Linked DNA regions of Mus musculus: regions 1 and 3 are each linked to region 2. Evidence: chromatin contacts called from public promoter capture Hi-C data. All regions are on one chromosome and are shown on one strand. Each heading gives the region's core, a stretch centred on a gene start, on an enhancer-like site or on the middle of the called end of the contact. The rest is flanking DNA. Distances are from core to core; before and after follow the strand shown. Region 1 has its middle 18 kb from the start of Lsm11. Region 2 holds the start of Slu7 (SLU7 splicing factor homolog (S. cerevisiae)). Region 3 holds the start of Fndc9 (fibronectin type III domain containing 9).

Region 1 (3,142 bases), core at 468-2,967, 2.5 Mb after region 2:
GGCATGACTATGAAACTTTCAGGCCCCTGGTCCTGAGCGTCCCCACCGTGGCAAGTTGCTTTTAATTTAATTTATTTATTTTTGAAGCAAATGCTTCCTAATACAGTCTTTGCCGATGGCTTCTGATTCCTGTCCTGTGTTACACAGCACACGCCGACTCTACATCTACGTTTTACAACAGTGGCAAGCACAGGAGCTGTTTAGAGCTGGCTGGAAGATGAAGGCTTTATTCTGAATAATTACATGTGCTATACATGACCCGGGGCAGATTTCTCAATTTTCCTCTCTCGGCTCCTTTTTAAGTCAAAGTTAAAAAGCAAGCCAACTTAAAGGAAAACAACAGCTAAATAGATATGGGGCAAGAGGTGTGCTGGAGACCAAGGCAGAAACTCTGAAGTCGCCATGAGTTACCTGAGTGTGTGTTGAGGGTGGGGGCACATTGGGCCATGCAGTCACAGGAAAGATGATGTAAGCACTTGCTTGGATTTCTGACAGTGATGATAACTGGTGACAAGCCATCCTGGTGACCAGTTAGCTAATGTGTGAGCTGCTGCTTGCTGCCACCGGCGTGTACTTTCCACGTGACTCTAATTGGCCCACACAGGAGTGAATCTGTGACCCTTCCCTCATTAGCCACATGCTCAGACCAGCTGAGCTAGCTCTCACTGGGTCACTGGGGTCTCGTGTAGGAAATTACCATTCCAGTGCCCCATGGCCCTTTTGTAACCCCAACTAATGAATGTCCCATGGAGCCTAATGTCCTTCCTGGGGAAGCACGGGGCTCTACTCGCAGCATATGTGATCTTCTGAAGGTTTAACCCAGGAAGAGCCAATTGAGGGAGCACAGAGAATTTGGGGGAGCCAAGGAACACATGCATGCTGAGAGAAAGGAGGCCACGGTGCCAGTGTGGTGGATCTGGTCTCAAGGTAAAAAATGTAGAAAACTACAGAACATCACACAGCAAGTTCAAGTGTAAAGGGCACCAAGGGTGTGCTCTGTCGGCTTAGCAGGATACATCACCAACGCTTTAAGATTGATTTTTATTTATGTGTAAGAGTCTGTGTCGGCCATCGGATGCTCTGCAGCTGGAGGTAAAGATGCTTGTGAGGCACCGACACGGTTGCTGGGATCTAAGCTCTGTCCTCTGAGGGCCTGTAAGCACCTTAACCACTGAGCCATCTCTCCAGCCCCAACTGCCAGCTTTTAAAGATGAAAATGGTGTGTGCCTATTTTAGAGATGAGGAAACTGAAGTGATTCCTGAGAGCCAAAGACCCTCGCAGGAAATAAGTTCACTATGAAATACAGAGGATGGAGCTTTGCTGTAGCAGGCTGCCTCACTACAGGCCGGGAGCAATGGGCTAATCACAGGCAGGAACCTCCAAAATTAGGGGTAGGATAAACCTTTCTCTTTACAAGATATATATAAGCATTGATACCCGAAACCCCCGATCCCGTTGCTTGGCTGTTCCAATCTAACACAACAGGTTTCCTCTGTTCATTATAAATGCCCGTCTGACTCATGAACATGTCTGCATCCAGTTCTGGAGTGGTCACTCCACTCAGTAGCAACCATTGCCACACCTGGGCTTTCACAGGGCGCTGCAGACTGTATCTATCATTTCAATTGTTTCTGTATTGTTTCAATTGCGGGAGAAACAAGGGATTCCGTACAGCAGTGCAGGCACAGTCTCCTGCCAGCAGGGGGAGATAGTGACCGACACCCTGAAGTAAGGGATACTGGGAAACACTTCTCATTCTTTTCTAAGGTCATTTCCCTCCCTGACTGACAGCAGCTGCGCTGGCTGAGCTTAAGAATACAATCCACGACAACCCACATTGCCATGGGGTGGGTCGCAGCTGATTTTTTCCCTTGATGTCAAAGCTTCTACATATTTAAGTATGGATCGCTGCCTGAGACATGGGTCCTTCCAAGAGCTAGCGAAGCAGTTTTCTTTAACCCACTGCCACCTAGTGGCAACTGAGCAGACTGAGAAAGATACTTAGTTCTATCCAAGACTAGCCGGCAAGGATTCCACCCCCCCCTCCCCCCAGTTCTTTCTTATCCTACTCAGGAAAACCAAGGTAAAGATAGATATATTTACTTATGGGTTTTCCATACCCTGGATAATGAGGTATGAAACAAGGGAATCGTGGGCCTTGCCTCGTCCTCCCCTTTTGTGGTGGTTAGGCATTTACAAATGCAGTTGAGCCCAGGTTAACCTAGGTCTATTAGAACATGCCAAGTTAATGTGAGAAAGAATCAGGAGAGAAAGACAGAGAGACTGGGGGGGGGGGGAAGAAAGCGAGAGTGAGCCAGGGGTTTGCCCAGGCTAGACAAGCACTCTACCACCAAGCTATACTGTCCTTAGAGCTTTAGAGATTGGATCTAGCTATGTAGCCTAGGCTAGCTTCCGATTCCTGACTCTCTCCAGTGTGCTGAGATGGCAGATGCATGCCATGTCCAAACCAGAGTGACTTGCTTATTTGTCTGTCCTACTGGGTACCGAGAAAGCTCACAGGAGAGATTAAGTCACCGACGTGGCAAGCCCTCAGGCCACCCAGCTTGCTTTCATGCAGAGGGAAGCTGTGACTCGTTCACAGATATCTGGAAGCCTCTAAGGATAAGAATTAATGGTGACTTCACCAGATCATGAGGAGAATGGACTAATGCCAGTGAAGGCCAGGCAGAAGAAGTCCATAGGGCGATTAGTGCAGCTCAGAGTTGGGAGAACTCAAATTTAGGAGAACAAAGGTGCCTGGAGGATGGGACTCCAGAGATGTGCTTTGGTATCAAAAAGGCCCAAGATCACAACAGCAGGACTGCAATTAGCTAAAGCTTGTTTATTTATTTATGTGTCTGTGTGTGTGTGTGAGCACACACATTTGTGTGCATTTATGTCCATGCTTAGGGCACTAGATGTTCTCCTTCACCCTCCCCCTTTGATTTGAAGTGGGGTCACATCCCTGAGCCTGGCTAGAAGCCAGTAAGCGCCCTCGTCTCTGCTGCCCACCATGGTTTACACCTGGGGTTACAGGAATTGTGGGATGCCTGACTTGCTACCTGGTGCATGGATCTGAACTCCAATCCTTAGAACGGTGTAGCTCTTAGCTGTTGAGCCATTTCTCCAGCCCCTGCTTGT
Region 2 (3,246 bases), core at 171-2,670:
GTGTTCCCAGGCCAGCTTTGTGATCCCCACTTGTTACTGGGAAATAATGTACCTGGTTGGTAAACTTATAATAGAGTCCTCAGCTAATACAAGTCTCTCCTAATTTAGCTTTACAGAAAGCGTTCATCCAAAGATAATCCCTGCCTTCTTGGTCCCTCTCTCAAGCCTTGCGCTCTGAGTCCGCAGGACTCTGCTCTGCCTTTAGCTGCCTTGAAAAATCAAAATTATTTTTACATTCTTAACCCACTTCAAGTTCCTTTTTTAAAAAGTCTACTACTTTGGGCTGTTTGACTGAGGTGGTGGGGACGTTAGCTATAGTCCTGTATATCTGAAGAGCACTTCACGTAGGGGAAGTATAAATAACCACAAGACAGCATAAAGAAAAATGGCCAAGCAATGGCTCAGTAGTCAATACAGGTCATTCTTGCAGAAGCCCCCGGTTTGGTACTCATTCTGGTTCACAGACATATATCTGCATTTCCAGTCACAGATGATCTAACGCCAATGATGTGCAAACTCACACACAAAAAACATAAGGCTTTTTTTTTTTTTTTCCTGAGACAGGGTTTCTCTGTGTAGCCCTGGCTGTCCTGGAACTCACTCTGTAGACCAGGCTGGCCTCGAACTCAGAAATCTGCCTGCCTCTGCCTCCCAAGTGCTAGGATTAAAGGCATGTGACACCACTGCCTGGCATAAGGCTTTTTTTTTTTTTTTTTTTAAGAAAAATAAATTCACCAAAGTCGCCTATTTTCCAGGAGTTTGTTTTTTATGGGGATGTTTGTTTGTTTGTTTGTTTGAAAAAGGGTCTTCCTATGTCACTGGCCAGGACCTCAAAGATATGCCTATCTCTGCTAGGATTAAAGGTGTGTGCCATTACGCCGACCTTTGCAGCATTTTCAATAATCATTTTTGCTAAGATTCTGTGCTGTAGGCTGGCAAGATGGCTCAACAGGTAAGAGCACTCACTGACTGTTCTTCTGAAGGTCCTGAGTTCAAAACCCAGCAACCACATGGTGGCTCACAACCATCTGTAGTGGAATCTGATGCCCTCTTCTGGTGTGTCTGAAGAGAGCTACAGTGTACTTATATATCTTTGGGTGGGAGCAAGCAGAGACTGACTGGGCGAGCGGGGTTGACCGGAGCGAGCAGGGGTCCTAAAAAAATTCAATTCCCGACAACCACATGAAGGCTCACAACCATCTGTACAGCTATAGATTATCCATATACATAAATAAATCTTTAAAAAAAAAAAAAAAAAAAAAAAAAAAAAAGATTCTGTGCTGTTCCAGAAAGAAAGCTGCACTGCCATCACTTCGCCTTTCTGGGTCAAAAAAAAAAAAAAAAAAAAAAAAAAAAAAAAAAAAGAGCCAAGCGCTTGCAAATGCGCATGTGCCGATCTCCCGGAAGTTATCTCTGCGCAGCCGGAAGAAGGCAGGGAACCCGGAAGTAAACATTGCCGAGTCGCTTCGTTTCTGGCGGATGGTTTTGAGTGGTCTGCGGCGCGACTGGGTAAGTTGGGGTTCTGAGATTGAGCAGACGAACTGGGGACCTCGGGGAGCGGGTATCCCCTGCAGTGAGTCCTCGCGGTGATGAGCCGTCGTGGAACGGCGGACCCGGGTGGAGACTGTGGCCCAGGACGCAGGCGCCGCCCTCGCGTTCAGCCGGACCGAGGCTGACTCCTCAAGGAAAAGCCCTGGTCACTGTAAGCCGGACATCCTGAGCAGCCCGTACCGAAGCTGAGCCCTCTGTCCCCAAAAGAGTTCCTTTGAGGTTCAGTTTTTTCCGTTAGGTGGAGATGATCTTATTTTGTGAGGGTCAAATTAGAATGTCCGTATTGCATCAGTGAGTGGGAGCTGTTAAAGTTCTAACTCGGAGAGAGCCGGACCCTCTGCAGAGCAGTGGAACCTAATGACAAAACACTTCAGTCCCTCTTAATCTTGAATGTGACAGGCCTGCACTCCAGTGTCTGTGGTTTGTAACAGGGGTTGAAAGACCAACTAAAGTCAGGCTTGGGTTTGCGATCTGTCGTCTCTCACTAATGTCTTGTTATCTGAAGGTGTTAACCCCCCCCCCCCCGCCCCAAACTTGTTTCCTCACCATAAAATAGGGTGGTTGTAAAGATTTGGTGACGGTCTGCATGGTAAATTAAAGAAATGGTAACTGTTAAAATGAAGATGATTAAATCTGTGCTTCTAGTATATACTACCACGGATTTCTAACACTTCTGTTTTTATTTTTAAGTCTATTTTATTTTAATTATGTGTATAAGTAGGTAGGTGGGTTTGCCCTTGTAAGAACGTGTGTAGTCTTCTTGGAATCCCTGTAGCTGGAGTTAGGGACAGTTGTGAGCCACCTGACATAGATGCTGAGAACTGAGTTAGGGTTGTCTACAGGAGCAGTAGGTGAACCGTCTCACCTGCCCCATACACAGACCTCTATGGTGGCATATGCCTATAAAGCCAGAACTCGGGAGATGGAGGCAGACACAATTTCACAGGAAAGTCATGGAGTTTAAGGAATGCTGTGGATAAATACTTAGTGTTCTGGGTGTGGATGTCATGTACACAGTTGGTTGTGTAGATTTGAAGATCAAATGAAAAGTCTAGGGCAGAGAGATAGTATGGAACCCCAGTAGTGGGATACTGTTCCTCCTGAATCTTGGCAACTGGTATTGTTTAGAGTGGTGAGTGAGGCTCTTGCTGCTCTGTAAGGAATCAGCCTCTAAATAAACGTGTGCAAATAGATGAGCCTGCAGAGAAGTCGAGAACAGGAGAGGTGTTCACGGAAAACCAGTAACATGTTATAGAAGCCAAAGAATGAGAATCTCTGACAAAAGAAGGCATGGAATGGTCGGGAATGGAAATGAAGTCAGTGACCAGAGCAGAGGAGTGCAAAGCAGAGGTATAAAAATAGGCACACTATGAATATGGGTGATTTTGTGGTGTGTGTTTGTGTGTGTGTGTGAGAGAGAGAGAGAGGCAGAGACAGAGAGAACTAGATATGCTAGGCATCCCTGAATGTAGACAGACCCATCTCTATTTTTTTCTAACAAGGTCTCATGTCTTGAACTCTCTATATATCCAAGGGTGACCTTGGTCTTCTGATCCTATATTCACATCGAGATTGCTGGATATCAAGTATGCACCACCAGGCCTAGTTTTTGTTGCACTGGCAATCAAACTTCTGCTAGGCAAACGCTCTATCAACTGAGGCTTCATCCCCAGCCCTGAACTTTGGTAATTGTTA
Region 3 (3,234 bases), core at 418-2,917, 2.8 Mb after region 2:
CACACACACACACACACACACACACACAAATTTAGAACTCATCTCACCCTCCATTCAGACATGTCCAGGCTCTTGGACAGATGACAGTGAGATATTTTTGTAATGTTGAGGAGACCAGGAAGGAATTTGTTGGGATAAACAGAAAATTCAGGAGTCCTCAAAGGCAAGGCAGACTGGGTCCCATCTGCCCCAGGAACACTAAGCAGCTTCCATTTCTCGCGTCAGTTCCAGGTGACTGACTGACTGACTGGCTGACTGGCTGGCTGGCTGGCAAGCAGCCGTTCATTCATATGTCTGTGCTCAGAACTCCAAGGCTGAGTGTGAGCTCAGCCAGGAGGGGAGATGTGCTGTATTCCTAGAATGCTGTGACAGACTGGCACAAACATGGTGGCTCATAAGTGACAGGATGCTTTCTCACACAGTTCTGTGGACAGGAAGCCTGAAATCAGCACGTCTGCAGGACAGCTCCCCTGTCCCGTCCCCCCATCCCCATCCCCTATCCCCGCCCGCTGCTCATGGATCCATTGCTTCCACTCCTGCCTCTGCCTCCACATGGCCTCCTCTTGTGTGTGTGTCTCCATGGGTTCAAACGTTCATTCTCTTAGAAAGACTCCATAGAAGTGATCAAGGGTGATTTCATCTCGCGATCCTTAACTAATTAACACCCATGAAGGCTCTACTTCTAAAGCCATGCTCTAAAGTTCATGTTGAGGGACCACCAGTCCATGGGAGATAATGGTTGAGCAATCTTGACAAGGGTATTTGAAATGTTGGTACCCGTGTTTTGCCCCTGAGGTGTTCGAAGCTTTAGAGTTGAAGGAACTGGGATCCAGGCAATACAAGAATCTCGCCCAGAACCATCATGTAGAGGCACTGCAGGAAATGAGAGGAAGGAGGGGGAGAATTTCCAGGGGGGAAGTGGGACAGGAAAGGAGGGGACAAGTTCGCCACAGAACCGAAGGGCATCTTTGCATTTGAAACCACTATCCACAGATGGAGATGGAGTAAGACAATGATCACTGGTCAGCCTTCAAGATGGCTCAGCAGTAAACCCCTTACCTCAAGGAGCCTCAGGACCTGAGTTCAATCCCCAGAACCCACATAAAAATGCCAGACACGGGGGTGTGCCTTTGTACCTCAGAGCTTGCAAAGCTCACTGGCCAGCTGGCCTTAGCCTGCTGGGTGCAAATTCCAGGCTCATGAGAGACTTTGTCTCAAACAGAGAGTAGACGGTTCTGGAGAAATGACACTTAAGGGCTGCCTTCTGATCTCTACATAGGTATGACATGAACATGTGTACCTGAAGAGAGAGAGAGAGAGAGAGAGAGAGAGAGAGCGCCAACTACAGAGAAAATACACAAGCACTAGAAGAATGTGCTATCTTGGGGATCAACCTGCAAAATTTTTCAACCTGCTCGTTTCTTGCTGAAGGAACCAAAGCTCCTTTCACTGGCAAAAGCCTACTCAGACTGGTCCCTGAAAGCATTGTGCGTAGATGCCTGCTGGTTGCCATGGTGAATGATGCTGATCTGAAGAATGAATAATGTGAGCGTTGGGGGCGACAGTGGGATTACTCAGTGGTGAGTGAGAAACATCAAGGAGAGCCTGGTGCGGAGGAGGGAGAAGAGGGAGAAGCTCGTCACCTGGGATCCGGTCCGCTCCGGCTCAGAGGGGAGACGTCTATACCAGACACACTGCGAGCATCAGGTAAGAGGCATGGATGGCTGTCTTGGAAATAAAAATGGCTTTTCCTTTCACACTCTGCCTGGAGAGGGGCCAGGCTGTGGGGACTGGATAGCTAAAAATGGGAAGAGTTTAAAAACAGAAGACGGGGAGAAAAAAAAAAATAAATACGAAGAGATGGATTTGTCCCTGGAAGCTGGAGATGCTGTAGAAGCAGTCTCGGTGGAAGCTCTTAGAAACGTCTGCTGCAGGGAACCCAGGCTATAAGATGGCCAGCAGCAGGGGGGAGGCAAGCAGAAGGGGAGGTATGTGTACAAGGACAGGATGCCCGATCACCCCGATGGGAGGGCCTTACAGGGCGCCTGTGTATTAACAGGGTATGAATTCCGCCCACTTACGGAGGTTGGAAGTGTGTTTGTTGGGTATGTAGGTCCCTGGGTGGGGAGGTGGGCATACATCAAGAGACCCGAGGGAGAGTAAGTCCGTTTCCTTCTGAAAGCCATCTCTGGGAGGCTCTGTACACCCCTGCCTCATCTTTTGTATTTCCCATTTACTGGGTGCAAATTCCCAGCCACGTGGAGAGGAGGAAGCTGCTTTCTCAAGCATGTCACTGTCTTTAGAGATGGAAACCAAGGACTGAAAACTTACTTCACGCTGTTACGTTTTCCCCTGGCTCACCTAGCCTAACAACACAAGCCCAGAAACAGAAATCAGTTTGGCTTAATATTCACTTTGGGCTGAACGTGCCCGCTTGCCATTTCAATCTTCCGCAGCATCTGCACTTCTGGCTGGGGATGGGGAATGGAGAAGAAGGCAGAGGGAGACCGGAACATATAGAGCCTGGCAACGCTTGTCTAGATTTTTGATCAGGGGGGATTCAGAAGGAAAGCTTTCTCTCAATCGGAGAGAATGAAAGAAAACCCAAAAACCTTGATGCCTCTCCTTTACCAAAGCTGAAAGGCTTACAATCTGAACAGGGCTCATCTGCCATACAGCCAACCAGGGTACCTCATTTACCAATAATTTAATAATAATAATAATAATAATAAATAATCAACAATAATAATCTATTACTGAACTCAGGGGCTCTGCATTGAAATACAGTGGCTAAGTGGGTAAGTTCTCTCTCTTCCTGTGAGCTGATACTCCAGGCCGCTCATTAATAAGATGGGAATGGAGTCTGTTATTGTGGGAGAAGCCACCTGGCACAGCCTGGATCCAGCAACTGCCGATTTGCTGTGGTTCTCAACCCCTTTGGGGGCCAAACGACCATTGGAAAACACAAACATTTACATTACAAGTCATGACGGTAGCAAAATTACAGTTATGAAGTAGCAACAAAAGCAATTTTATGGTTGGAGGGTCACCATCACATGAAGTACTGTATTAAAGGGTTACAGCATTAGGAAAGTTGGGAACTAGTGGGTTAGACAGTCACAAAAGTCATAGTACTATTGCTACTTTTAGAAGTTATGGGGCAATTAGAAGTTAAGCTATCCTGGGAGCTGAGGACCTTGATCTGAGAAACTAATTTCTTGCACCTTGGGCTTT

Evidence for each region. Promoter capture Hi-C pulls out the DNA fragments that hold promoters and counts their contacts.
Region 1: a contact with region 2 is called in a promoter capture Hi-C map of liver, with 4 times the contacts expected there. The contact joins the enhancer-like site here to the promoter of Slu7 in region 2. A contact is called at or near these places in 3 of 39 promoter capture datasets (embryonic stem cells and liver), 1 of 115 datasets of contacts at active chromatin or transcription factors (astrocytes) and 1 of 9 other capture datasets (liver).
Region 3: a contact with region 2 is called in a promoter capture Hi-C map of hippocampal neurons, with 5 times the contacts expected there. The contact joins the promoter of Fndc9 here to the promoter of Slu7 in region 2. A contact is called at or near these places in 2 of 39 promoter capture datasets (hippocampal neurons and neutrophils) and 1 of 9 other capture datasets (adipose tissue).

Annotation. Positions count from the first base shown.
Region 1 is chr11:45,925,029-45,928,170 of GRCm38.p6, forward strand. No RefSeq gene overlaps it. Among named protein-coding and RNA genes, the nearest start is that of Lsm11, 18 kb to the right of the region's middle. Within about 2 kb of position 1,718, at least 112 of the 459 cell types and tissues checked have an H3K27ac peak or open chromatin away from gene starts, as enhancers often do. A contact at or near this core is called in liver, where this site is marked.
Region 2 is chr11:43,432,311-43,435,556 of GRCm38.p6, forward strand. It overlaps Slu7 (SLU7 splicing factor homolog (S. cerevisiae)), which reads left to right and starts at 1,421. Exons shown (of 16, transcript NM_198936.1): 1 at 1,421-1,509.
Region 3 is chr11:46,233,890-46,237,123 of GRCm38.p6, forward strand. Fndc9 (fibronectin type III domain containing 9) reads left to right here and starts at 1,668. Exons shown (of 2, transcript NM_177075.4): 1 at 1,668-1,707. The region is part of intron 23 of Cyfip2 (cytoplasmic FMR1 interacting protein 2); the gene reads right to left.